Linked DNA regions of Mus musculus: region 2 is linked to region 1. The links are chromatin contacts, called in public Hi-C maps. All regions are on one chromosome and are shown on one strand. The core of a region is the stretch at or near the end of the contact, and the rest is flanking DNA. Distances in the headings are between cores, read along the strand shown.

The links. A called contact is a pair of places that touch in the nucleus more often than the background predicts.
Region 2: a Hi-C map of cerebral cortex shows a contact between it and region 1, with 2.5 times the contacts expected there. The contact joins two enhancer-like sites. A contact is called at or near these places in 4 of 484 Hi-C or Micro-C datasets (cerebellar granule neurons, cerebellum and cerebral cortex).

What each region holds. Positions count from the first base shown.
Region 1 is chr9:28,335,604-28,342,859 of GRCm38.p6, reverse strand. All of the region lies in intron 1 of Opcml (opioid binding protein/cell adhesion molecule-like), which reads right to left. Among named protein-coding and RNA genes, the nearest start is that of Gm39313, 57 kb to the left of the region's middle. Within about 2 kb of position 5,874, at least 36 of the 459 cell types and tissues checked have an H3K27ac peak or open chromatin away from gene starts, as enhancers often do. A contact at or near this core is called in cerebral cortex, where this site is marked.
Region 2 is chr9:29,197,784-29,204,451 of GRCm38.p6, reverse strand. The region is part of intron 1 of Ntm (neurotrimin); the gene reads left to right. Among named protein-coding and RNA genes, the nearest start is that of Gm15520, 170 kb to the right of the region's middle. Within about 2 kb of position 2,586, at least 12 of the 459 cell types and tissues checked have an H3K27ac peak or open chromatin away from gene starts, as enhancers often do. A contact at or near this core is called in cerebral cortex, where this site is marked.

The DNA.
Region 1 (7,256 bases), core at 4,625-7,124:
TGGAGCTGAGACGAAAGGATGGACCATCTAGAGACTGCCATATCCAGGGATCCATCCCATAATCAGCTTCCAAATGCTGACACCATTGCCTACACTAGCAAGATTTTGCTGAAAGGACCCAGATAGAGCTGTCTCTCGTGAGACTATGCCAGGGCCTAGGAAACACAGAAGTGGATGCTCACAGTCAGCTATTGGTTGGATCACAGGGCCCCCAATGGAGGAGCTAGAGAAAGTACCCAAGGGGCTAAAGGGATCTGCAATCCTATAGGTGGAACAACAATATGAACTAACCAGTACCTCCCCTCCCCCGGAGCTCGTGTCTCTAGCTGCATATGAATCAGAAGATGGCCTAGTTGGCCATCAGTGGAAAGTGAGGCCCATTGGTAGTGCAAACTTTATATGCCTCAGTACAGGGGAATGCCAGGGTCAGGAAGTGGGAGTGGGTGGATGGGGGAGTGGGTGGGAGACTTTTGGGATAGCGTTGGAAATGTAAATGAAATAAATACCCAATAAAAAAAAGAACATTAAAAAAATGAAAAAAAAAAGATACTGAGAAAACCAACCTACTTATCTTCATGGGCTAGAGGCCATTATTTATAATACTCCAGTTTCATGTGCCTGGAATTCTCTTAAATCTTTCATGATATGTTTGATCTTCATATGACTTACTTAAAAATAAATTCTTCAATTCTGTCATTAATTTAAGTCTCCAACTAAAGCAATTATTTTATGACAATTTAAAGTTATTCTTGGGCTGCCAAAATCAGCACAAGAAACAAGAGACAGAAGAATCTGTAGTGTGAAAGAATTTAGGGACCCACATGATCAAGGTTAGGTGACTCCTGGAAGTTGAAAGGACATGACACACTTGAGAGAGATTATAAAGCTGGCACAAAGGAAAACCGAGGGCAGATGAGTCCCCATGTGAGCTATCTAAACTTAAGAGCAATGGGTAGTAGTAAGGAGTCAGAATGGTCACAAAAATATAGTCAAAGAAACAGAATTCCCAGCACTGCTTGCTAGAGTAGATGGCTAGTGATGATGCCCCCACTTCTTATATATTGGCTGTCCATAAAATAAATGTGCATGACTCAGAGAGCATCTGTACTTACCTCCAGTTGAACTCTGCAAAGAAATGTTCTTAAAGTCTTCATCTCCGCCATCTATACTCCCAATACTGCTGTTAGTGTGACTTGGCATTGAAGCAAGGAAATGACTGTGTGTACTAACAACCACAGCAGTAATACAGCTTACATTTCTATTGCTCTCTCCTATGATTGTCAAAGTGTTTCTCTCAACAACCTCAGGAGGAAGAGGAGACCTTTTGGTTTTTCTATTTGTCATATAACAGAGCTATGATCTGCACGATTTCACATTGACCACCTAGAAATGAGAATTCTGATGACTGAACATGTTTGTTTTGAGATGACACCAGAAATTAAAGGGTCAGGGAAGATAGGAAGCTCAGAATAACATTTATTTTAATCAAATTAAGTGTACTGTAGTCCTCATGGAACTTAATCTGACAGTACACTGCATGGTAGGTTACCATTACCTCCAGTGTATGGATAAGCAACTGCACAACATGGAAAACTTAGTTTGTTATCTGTGTGGCTTACAGTAAGTAGTCCAAGTACCCCAAGACCCACTGACCTCATTATTAAAGTAGAGATATTAGTAACCAAATTCATGCAATTATTGTGTATATTAACTGGATGAAGTGGGTAATGTACTTGCTTAAGAAAAACAAATTGTATAAACTTTATGTCTGCTGGTGATATGATTAAACTGTGTTGCCCCACTGGGGAATTGGGATAGATAATATTACATTAAAGGGCCACCTGTATTGGTTTAAGAAAGTTCTCTGAGTTTAACGTTAGCCTGATACACAGAAAGTTTCAGGACAGCTGAGCTTAGACAATGAAGGAAACCATCAAATACAGAAAGCTGGTGATGATATAACTGAATGGGGGTGTCATGTTTCTGCCCCAGCAAGAAGCAGAACTTGGCAGCTTCAACTAAAAGGTTCTGAATTTAGAGTCAAGAATAGCAAAGCAGGTTATGGAATCTCCCCCCACTGAGGAAAGCCACTGAGGCCAGGCATATGTCAGTGGTGTTCCCTCATGGAGGCCTAGAGAAGCCATTGTGTCAAGCTGTGAAGGTAAAACCTGGATTGCCTTGGAGACCTCAAAATGTTGGAGATGCCAGAGCCATGGGATACCTGCCTAGGAAAGCTCCTAACAAGGCGTGGAACCAGCCCAGGAGAAAAGAGTGTTCTGCAATCAGCAAAGCTGAAAGAAGTTTGAGATATGAACATTTTGACATCAGACATAGAGATGCAAAGTTTGGAATTTGCCTATTTTGTTTTTAGTCTTGCTTTGGTCCTGTATTTCCTCACTAAGCTTCCTTCCCTACCTTTTATTTTTTTTGGGGGGGGAGGGGGGAAGGGCGGTAATACATATCCTGTACAATTTTATATTGGAAGTATGTAATCTGCTTTTTGATGCTGATTTTTACAAGGGATTGCATTGAAGAGACTACAAGAAACTCTGAAGAGACTTCAGATTTTTAAACAAGTTTGAGACTGTTATAGACAATGGGGACTTTTGAAGTTTGGACGAATGCATTTCTGCATTATGATATGGCTACAAGCCTCTGGGGACCAGAGGGTGGAATGTAGTGGTTTGAAAATAAAATGTTCCCCATAGGCTCATAGGGAGTTACATTTTGGGATGTGAGGATTTGTTGCAATGGGTGTGGCCTTGTTAGAGGAAGCATGCTTCATTCTCTTCCTGCTGCCTGTGGATGCAGATGTACAACTCCTAGCTCCTTCTCCATCAGCATGCCTGCCCGTATGCCACCATGCTTCCTGCCATGATGATAACAGCCTAAACCTCTGAACTGTATGCCAGCCACAATTAAATGTTTTCTTTTATAAGATTTGCTGTGGTCATGATGTCTCTTCACAGCCATAGAGACCCCTAACTAAGACATCACTGAAGCAAACTATAACCACCATCCAGTTCTCTGAGATGCACTGCTCAATGGACTACTGTGAGAAAAAGGCTAACACTAATTCTCACCAGGTACCCTTCTTCCTACCCACGGGAGCTGCACACAAGGCATCTCCCCTCTACTTAGCTATTATCAGAACCACAAACCAGAAAATCTTTTGACTGGCAAGAGACCAAGACATCAATTTTCATCCCACATCTGCCTGAAAGAGTAGGAGTGATGTTATATTACCAGTGACATTTTCTCACTGGAAAGATTGCCTGGATCATATTTATATTTATTTTCCTAAATGCAATATTCAAACCACTAATAGAACAAAATCTACTAATTAAATTTCATTCAATAATGCATTTTTCACCTTAGCTTAGCGGTGTCCTTGTACATTTCTGCCAGGATACTGCTAATAATGTCTTATTTAGCTTATAAATGGTGCTTATCATCAAATTCAAAAAAATTAACAAGCATCAATGAGCCTAAAGTGACAGCACAGTAAATAATTTGAAATGCCTCCACACTGTAGACCTATTTTTCTTTTTTGCTTAATTTGATTTCATTTATTTATTAAAAATTAAGCATATGGATTCAGAATGATGCTAGCACGGCTGCCATGGAAGTCCCTGATGCTGCCAACATGTCCATAGAATAGAAGAAACACCCAGCAGACTAGAGGCTCACCCCTTGAAGGAAAAACATTTCACAGCCCCCTAGCACCATGACTGGGCCCATTGCATCTTCTCCAAGATGGTTTTTGAACTCTGCTTCATCATTATTATTATTAATAATATTATTATTACTGCTACTGCTACTACTACTACTACCACTACATTTGTTATTCCTGGTTAAATTGACCTTCTGTGGTTAAAGTGAATTACTTGGAAGAGGTCTACAGTTTCTATGCCATTGGGTAAGGTTAATAATCCCCTTGTTGTGTGTCGTTCTTTGTGCTCATAACATACTTGAGACTTAAGAAGGACCTGGATGGTATTATCCCAGGCCAAGTACATTGTGTAGTAGCCTGTGACATGTGATCTCCACAAGCCTCCTCCATAGATGTGGTAGGTTACAATTATTCTGTTGTACTGACCAGGGAGCTATGGTTGAGAGAAGCTAATCTTCCATCCCCAGTCACAGTAGCAGCACACCCTTGACACCCCCAGGCTTTGTGACTTGACACTTCCAAGCTTAGGTATCCTCATTTGCCCTTTCTTCTCCAGCCACACTGTCACACATTTCCCAGAAGACAGAACTCCCATTACTATTGGCGTAAGGTCTCTGTTTGTGTTTATATTTACTAACTAAACATTATCAGTTCCGCTATTGGTCATTTATCTATTCCGATCAAATACTTAGCAAACATTTGTTTTGTATCAGGCTGAGTTATAGACATATACATGGCAGAAATGAGAATTCTACCCTCTTGTCATTCAGACTCTGGCATGTGCATGTGGGTGGTAAGTGCTAGACAATAAGGAAAATGAATGGTTATATTATGTAGTAGAACTGGGAGTGTTAATTGGAGAGCCGAGTAATAAAGAAAAAGCAACTAGAAGATTATTAGATGGACAGTGGTGGCTGAAAGAAGAAATGCCAAATTTGGTTCCCCGATTCTGCTTTGTGGACTCTTTCAGAAGGTTGATGCTTTTACCTCCTCCTCCCTGGTACATTTATTCCATAGATTAAACCTACCCCCAGTATAAGAGAGAATAGGATTTCTGCAGGTCTTCTAATTAGCTAGAGCAACGTTGACATCCAGTGGTGAATTTGATTCATCACAGGTGCCCACACTTAATGCCTATATCTCTGACTGTCAGGGGGTATATGGAGTGAGTGTTGGCCTGCTGTTTCTATGCAGCTTGGCCTGGGGTACCTCTACACATGTATACTCTCTTTCCATGCTTTAAACTAGTCTTCAAGAGCATGCAGGTTACCATAGCAATATGCAATAGCTAGTCTATATCCAAGGCATGTGTGTGCTCAAATTTGCTCGCAAACTCACTCATACACACACACACACACACACACACACACACACAAAGGCATCAAACTACCTAATATCTGTATATACATATTCTAACTATGTCCTTGCAGATGTTTGTATATATGGTTCCTATATTACTTAAAAACATTAGCCTGATGACACGGTATTCTTTCTCACATGGTCCCCTCTTTATCCTTAGAACTGTGTTGTAAATAACAAGGAAAGACTACCACCCTGTATCCTACAGACTTTTCCCTCAAGCTAATTCACAGTGTTGTTTCCACTGAAGCAGAATCAGGTATGGCTGAACTGGGCTTCCTTGCTGATCTGCTCATAGTAGCTCGGATATCAGCAGAAGCCTGCTGTCCCTGCACTGATGACAGTTGATTGCCTTCATCCAGGGGGAATAGTCATATCTTCCCAATGCTTGACCTGGAGAAACCAAAGGACACAGGACACTGCCTGGCCCTAAAGGGCACCAAGTCCGGAGCAGACATGGTCAGAGACAGAATAAAACTTCAATTCGACTCCCCACTTCTTTTTCTTTAAAGGCAGGACCCATCAGAATTTACAAGCCACTTACTAATTAATATTTTTTTGTGTATCCTAGTAATTGCCATGCATTGAAAACTTGGAGACAATTGTCTCACTGGAATCTGAGGCTCAAGCCATGCTACAAAGCTACATTTTCAAATCCCTTTTACCTCTTGATATGAGGAAAGAGAAGGAGAAAGAGGACCCTAAACTAGTTTAACACAATGCACAATTAAATATTGATTGGAAATTCTTCCTACGAATTTCCCCTCTACCTCCCTACCTCCACAGGGAGGTGTCTGGATGTGATTCCTAAGCTGTCCCCATACAGTGATTACGTTCATTAGGACACCAGCCTTGTGGTTAAAGCACTTTCCTTACTGCTGCACGTTTAATTAGACAACTCTTCCCCAGAAATTATTTATAGCCAGGCTGCAGAGCTATTGTTAGTCCCAATGTAAATAAGATTCAGGGCGGGAGTCCCAGTGCGCTGCAGTGGCTGGCACTGCCGCCATCAGCCCACTCCTGGTGCACACTCGGGGACTGCTTCCAAGCCTTTACAGCTAGATCGCTGCTGTTTAAAACCCCTGGCGTGATTCTCTAATGAAACTTTTAATACAAGCCCTTCCAAAAGACTGGGAATCTACCAGGTCAGTGTGAGTGCACGGAGGAGGAGTTAAGAGAAGAAGGGGAGGAGCTGGGAGAGACAGGAGCTGCCTCCAAGGCAGTACTCAGCTTTCCTAGTTCAGCTAGGGAAGTGTGCACATGATCTGTTTTAACACAGCCATCCCACATACAAGCAACTGCTTTGGGCACTGATGGTTAAAGACCCAGATATGGATTTTCAAGTATAAAGCTGTGTTTGCAGTCTGGGCTGGTTGAAATGAATGTCTGGGGACTGGGAGGTAACCTGTGAGCCCAATGCCCTTTCAATACAGTGTACATTAAAAGTGTTGAAGCTGCTTCCAAATCCAGGGCTTGGACTTGGTGCTGGCATGATGAGGGCAGCATCACCTCTGTCTGCAAGATGTTCATAATCAGGTGAACACCATTAGTGTGTAATCAAAGTAAACAAGAATGCTATTTGAAGAGCTTTTCATATCAGCAACCATGGATTGTCCAGGGCCCTCTGGATACTGCCACTTTGCATCATTTAATGAACTGCCTTAGGAATAGAATGCTATTATTGCAATGCCGGTGCCAGACTTTTCATTGCTGTGACAAAATGCCTGATGGAGTAACTTACAAGTGAGGTTTCTCTTGTCTCATCTGCTCAGAGGTTTCAGTCCATGGTCAGTCTGCATTGCTGCTTCTGGACAGGGATGAGGCTGAGCGCCATGGCAGGGTGGGCAGGGAGGGGCAAACTCAGCCAATTACCTTAGGGCTACCATCAGACAGAGTATTAAAGCTTGAGTATAAAACATACCCTGTGGGCCTTTGTATTGAAGTTGGTCCCCAGCCAGGTGCTCTGTGTGGAAGATGTGGGGGATCTTTGGGCAGTGGGCAGAGCTGAAGAAAATAAGTATCTAGAGTTGTCTTTGATGGGTATATTTGGTTCCCTCTCTGTCTGCTACTGATCTGTCAAGAGCGCATAATCTTCCCCATCACCTGATCCCATGGCCAGGATGTTCTGCGCAAGCCCACGTAGCTGAGCACCCAAGGACCGAACCCCCTCAAGCCCTGCGCAAGCCCACGTGGCTGAGCACCCAAGGACCGAACCCCCTCAAGC
Region 2 (6,668 bases), core at 1,337-3,836, 860 kb before region 1:
ATGTCCCATGTACATGAGATAAGCCAATCAACAAGTGGGTTGAGGATGTGCCCTGAACCCAGCTGCCATGAACTTCATCTGAGTCACAGCAAAAACCATCCTGACATGAAGGAATTGACAAATTGGGTGAACAATCAAGAACAACCTATGAGACACAACTGAGAACCTCTAATGCAGTCACATCTCAGCTCATGACGATGAGTTAAAGTCCTCAATTAAAATGAAATAAAATGGAATAAAATATGAAAGGAAAGGAAAGGAAAGGAAAGGAAAGGAAAGGAAAGGAAAGGAAAGGAAAGGAAAGAAAAGAAAAAAAGAAAAACCTCCTTTAAGTGCATTTCTTTTTCTGGTTCCCCACTGGCCCAGCTCCCAAGACCGACAGATCAGCAGGTACAGACGTACAGAACACCCTGCTATGGAGGATGGATCTTCAGAAAGACATTGCTAAAGTAGAAGCCCAACTCTGAAATTTAGTGACTATGTGACCTTAGGCAATTTATTAGGCTTCTGTTTGTTCACATACAACATAGAGATATTTTTGATAACTGCCACACAGCAAGTAAAACATCTTGTGTGAAGGGGTTAGCGTGGTGCCTGGTTCATGCTGATGACAGTGACATACTGTTATTTTGCCTTCCTCATTTCTTTCAGTTAATGACCCTCTGGCCTTAAGTTTCAATCTGGGCTTCTCAGTGGCTGCTCCTTCCAGTGGGCTCACAGCTCTGGCAGGTGTAACCCACCAGTGGTCCTGTGAGAACATTTGTGGCTTTTTAGCCTTTCCCCAGTGGAGAGTGATTCTCTCTATCTCCTAGATCTAGGCTCAGGGCTGCTGTCTGGGACATCATCCATACCTCCATGCTATGTTCCTAGGGGTATTTCAAAGGCTCTCTGTGAGAACATCTTATGATGTGTCCCGGTTTGTTGTTACAGCTCTATATTACCCCAATTCTTCCTAAATCTTCCCAGCCACTCAGATGACGTCACTCCATTCTATTCATCAGTAAAAGCTGTGAAACTTCTTTTAAATATTAGTGGAAAGAGATTAGTAAAGCACAGGCACTTAAAAAAGGTCCATAACTGTGGCTGATGTACATTGCAAACCAGAAAGCACCATCTTCCTATGACATCTTATCTGTCCTCTTCATCTTTTATTTCACTGGCGTGCTGGTTGATGCACATTAAGCATATATACCCCTACAACATTCTGTGAGATGATTTTAGTGAATAGATTTGTGCATGTGTTCTATGATGCCCAAGAAACCTGGACTAAATTATGCCCACATAATTTACTATTGAGGTGTATAGGGATAGGAAAGAGTATAGTGAGTGTGTGTGTGTGTGTGTGTGTGTGTGTGTGTGTGTGTGTGTGTGTGTGTGTAAGAGATAGGGGAGGAGGAAGAGTAGAAGGAACAGGAGAAGAGGAAGATTGTCTTCGGTTCTGACAGGGCTGGAGTGTACCAGCTGTTGGTAGAAGGCATCATCGTTTGTCTGTGAGTTCCTTGAGTCCAAGCACACACTCTTGTGTAATGTAGGGGAACAGAGACCGAGAATGAGCTGGTGTCTGGCTACTTGGTTATGTCAGAGAACGCTTGTGATGGAAAAATAAAACAAAACTAACCAACAGATGATTCTGTATCCATTCTTTTCTAGTCCAAAAGAGCCTGATGGGTTTGCTTTCCCACAGGGTTGGTTTAAGAACATTGGACAGTATCAGGGAGGGTAATGTGATTTTTTTTTTCCAGTCCAGCTGTGGAGTCAGTTCTTGATGAAGCCATGTGATTGGCATGTGGTACATACCATGGAATCCTGCTGGGGGTGATGACAGATGCTGGTGCCTGTTATTATTATGGTTTGGGAAGGTATTTTTTTTTTTTTTTGTTGCTCCTCCATCATCCTCTTCTCTCTGATAAACGAAGGCTGAGCTATTGTGGAACATAGGCAATAGCTCTGGAAATCAAAGCTCACACCACTGCTGGCACCTTGCCAGAACTCTGGAGTTATCTTCTGGGATGGCAGCAGGCAGCTGCTGTCATTCTCCCCCAGGAGTTATTTTGGGGCTTACTTTTATTTCTCCCAAGACAAGGGGAACTGGAGCAGGTGGCCAAGACAATGAAAAGCAAGGAAGGGCTAGAATGGGGACGCCTGGGGTAGAGGCCTGCAGAGGGCCAGTGGGAGACAGAAGTGGGAAGCCTGGGAAAGGCCTTCCAAGCAGGCCTTCTACTTTGTTGGCTATGAGCTTAAAGCCTGGCTCCTCCAGCCGTTCCTCTTGTGTTATGAGAGATGCTCTTGATGATCTGTAAAAGGCAGTCTGATTTATAAATACACCAAGAAGATTCAAGCACCTTTTCTTTGACATGTTGGGAAACTGAGGCACAACATACCAGTGACATTTTAACCCTGCTCCTTTTCAGGTCCTATTGTTGGCTAGTTGTCTTGTTCCGGAAGTTGTGGGAAGTGTTTCCCTACTTCCTGTATAAGGAGAATTTGTTGATGGCTTTGCTTTTATGGTCCCCTCCTGCAGATATCCTCCCGACTGCACACAACCCCACAAAGCTCCTAAGCCTGGGTCTCATGGGTTGACTCTGCCCTCTGGTGGATCAAAAGGTGCTGTATGAGGTAGAAAGGGAACTCCTTCCAGAAATACATATCCTGGCAGGCTTCCCAGAACAGTCTTTGGTTAAAGCAACCCGAACCCTAAATGAATACAGCTCAATATGCTTGTGATGTGTTAATAACCCGATAAGCTGGTTAGAACGTGCTACCAAGTGGACCTATTGCCCGTGTAACCACTTCTCACCTCCATGCCGCTGAGCAGGGATCAACCATGTGGGACCCCAGAGTCATACAGACAATACTGACCTCCCAGCTAATGAGAAGTCCCGAGCCCCCCTAACGCAGGTCCCCAGTGACATCTGCATCGTGCAAGCATGCCCTTTGCCCGCCTTTTTAATGACTTTCTATTTTGTTTTACAACCTGCAATCTGCCGCATGTCCTGGTCAACAGTGTCTATTTTTTCTGCTGTTGCCTGTGCTCTGGATGCTTTTATGGGCATTGATTTCCTTTGCTGGTTCCCCAAAGAGGTACTTTTCCTTGAGCCAGAGAGGCATTCCAGCGGATTATGGTGTCTGCCACTCTGTACTCCAATTTATTGCTCTCCTGGATTTTATTCTCTCTCATACTTGCAGCCAAGTCTCATTCATTCCATTTTCTTGGATAAGCAGAATGGGACAAAGTTGCTATTAATAGGAGAAAGAATGTCATGCCAGAAGGCTGAGCGATGTCTGAGTTTATAATCCTTATGTTCCAGAGGCTAGCTCTCCTCTTAGATCTAACCTAGATCTAGCCTTCTCTGTCCAGGTAGAGGAGTGGACCTCGTCATGGTTTATAATCTTTCCAGGCACGTTTGGACAAAAGATATCTCTTTAGTTGGCCATCCATCCTCCACCTTAGGGTAATCAGTTTGCTTTGGCAGAAGAAAGTCTGTCTAGGATAGATTGTACAGGGCAGAGGGCTGCCTGGGGAGGACGTGGGGAGGAAGAGTTCAGGCAAGCAATCACCTCTTCCTCCTGTGAGAGTGGCTGCTTCTTACTCTTCTTAGATAACAAGCTATGTGCATCTCATTGAGAATGCTCTATGAGTCTCAGTGTTTTTTTTTTTTTTTATTACATTGACAAACAAGTTTACTAATCATTTATCACAAATTAAGTAGAAACACAATTTCTAAACAGTGTCTTTCAGATAATAAATGTCTTTTGAATGTGCATATGTAATGTTACCACTCAGCTGTTGCTAGCCCTGCCTACTCTATCAGTAAGGTTTGAGAAACTGAACACGTACTTCTGAGAGTATCAATCAGATGTGGCTTCTGTAGGATCAGTACTTAGCATACTGTAACCTGTCTCCAGGCTATATAAATGAACACTTCCTTCAGTCAGGAGAGGGGTCACCAAGGCTCTTCTAGTGTTCATAATTATGGGCTTAGAGTTAAGTAACCACTGATACTTGGTAGGAAATCATGTAGGAATTCACATCTGGTAAGGAGAGAAATCACTGAGGACACTATGGGAACTTCTCCTTGGGGACAACTGATGTTATTGAACCCAGAAGGTCATCAGATGGAGATGTCTTTCACAAAATGTTTTTCGCAAGGTTTAGTTTAAAAAGAGAGCTGCCATGGGCATGAAGGCCATATTTGCCCATATATTCCTGACAAAGTGCTTAGAGGTAGCTGCATGAGAAGTAAGCAGCCTTACCACGGTACATGAAGGAGAAGTTCAGTAGAGTGCCTCTGCTTATGTAGGTGTTGTTACTGTTGAGTCCCTAGGACAACTTTCTAACCAACTTAACGGACAGTTTTCAATGCCTTACTTACGCATTGATCTACAATACCTGTTTTATTCTGGATCAGGTGACAAAAGGCCAGTCATGAGGTCCTTCGAGCTAGTCCATCCTGGTTGTTCCCACATGAGTTCTTGTATCAGAACAGACCTAACACCTTAGCCTTTAGGTTGTAATTATCATTTTCAGATGAAATAGATGATTATGATCAGACAGAACTTATAAATACAGAATGAGGCATGGCACTCCCCACTCTAGTCAGAAAGCCAGCAAATGTTAATTAATCAATTAACATGCTATTAATCCTAGGCTCACTATCTGCTGTGCTTCCAGGCTGTGGCAAGACTTGTTAGGAAATGGAAGTTAGAATTTGGTTGCTAATATTATCATTTTTCTTCAGGCATACACACCACACCACTGGCTCCATCCAACAGCCATTTAAAATTGGAACTCCTGTATGTGCCTGTGTTAGGACAAGAAAAATGAATCTAGACTGCAGAAGTGCAAAGCACACAGTCTCAGTGATAAGGATACCTGCTTGGGTCAGCATCTTCACAAGCCTATTCCCTGGCTTCCTTCACCTTTCCAGAACCTTCTGGTTCACTTTGATCCAAGTCTCTTAGTAAGAACAATCCGTGTGTTTAGGTAGCCGTGTCCTCGGGTCCTTCCTCTTTGGTTAGTCTGCTGATCACAGACTGTGTTAACAGACTTTGACGAAGCTATCAGAGTGCCTCTTGTTCCTACTGAGAAATATATGGTTCAAAGGCTATTAGGACTCCAGGGGTAGGAGACAGCCTTTTATTCCATGTAAACTTAGAAAGGAACAGGAACCCAATCTAATGTCCACATGCGAGACCGGTGTCTTAGCCAGTCTGTTGGCCCCCTGTGCAGAATTTCAGGTACCTGCAATTCATCGCAGTCCAAAATATTGATTAAAAATTCCAGAGGTAAGCAATTTGTAAGCTGGAAATTGTGTCTTGCTCTGACCAGAGTGATGAACTCCTGCACCATCTACAGCACCCACATTAAGTCAGTTCTTTGTCCAACATAGGGTGCATTGCATTTTATCAGTGAGAATCAACATTCATAGGAGTTTATTAACAACAAATTGTTATAATTTTTCTATCTTATAAGTTTTTTTGAGATGGTATCTTTCTCTGTAGCCTATAGTAGTTTTGAGTTTATAGTGATCCTTCTGTCTCAGACTCATGGATAGTGAGATTATAGACATGAGTTGCTACACTCAGCTCTTCAGTTAGGTGAACATGTAAAATAGATAAGTTCCAGTGCTATGCGACTTTTAGGCACCCACATGGGTCTCGGGATGCATTTTCCAAACAGTGAAGAATGGCTTTGAGGAGAGCTCATCTGGAAAGAGAGAATCAATGATTTGCAACGAGAAAATAGTTGGTTAAGTGGATTCAGAGATAATCGAGTGCATCTTGAAAGTCAGATCCAGCCGGGCAATGGTGACACATACCTTTAATCCCAGCACTCGGGAGGCATAGGCAGGAGGATTTCTGAGTTTGAGGCCTGCCTGGTCTACAGAGTGAGTTCCAGGACAGCCAGGGCTATACAAAGAAACCCTGTCTCAAACAAACAAACAAACAAACAAACAAACAAATAAAACCAAAATAAACCCCCAAAAAACGAAAAACAAAAAAAGAAAAAAGAAAGGAAGGAAGGAAGGAAGGAAGGAAGAAAGAGAGAGAGAGAAAGAAAAAAGAGAGAGAGAGAAAGAAAGAAAGAAAGAAAGAGAGAGAGAGAGAGAGAGAGAGAGAAAGAGAGAAAGTCAGATCATTGGATTGGCTAGGGAGATGCCATATTAGTTCATAAAACAGAGAGGAATTGAAGGCATCGCCCAGGTAGAAGCAAACAGAAAGCACCATACCCACCTCCTTCTGACTTTGGAGTCCCATGGTGAGAACATTACAGAAGCCATCAGCCAAGGCAATGCTAATTTTAGTACATATATTTATTTTCTTGTTAATATTATGATTCTTCTATGTTTTGTGGAAGTAACAGGAAATGTTTTCTTTTGTACTCCCCCACACTGCCAAGAATATGAATAAGGGGTAAAGCCACTTTTGTATTTGTTCATTTCAGCATTGGTATCCTGGCTTCATAATTCTGCACTTCTCCACATCTCTTTCCTAGGCTCTTCTATCTTTGCTCTTTCTGCTCAAGTGGGAAGAGACTGGTACAGTTAATAGTTTCAGATATACCTGCCTATCAGAGAACAAGGGGGTTTTTGTGTCCATATAGGCACCAATTGTAGGCAGCTAGCAACATCTACAAAGATCCCTGGAAAGTAAGACAAGAGCTGGGG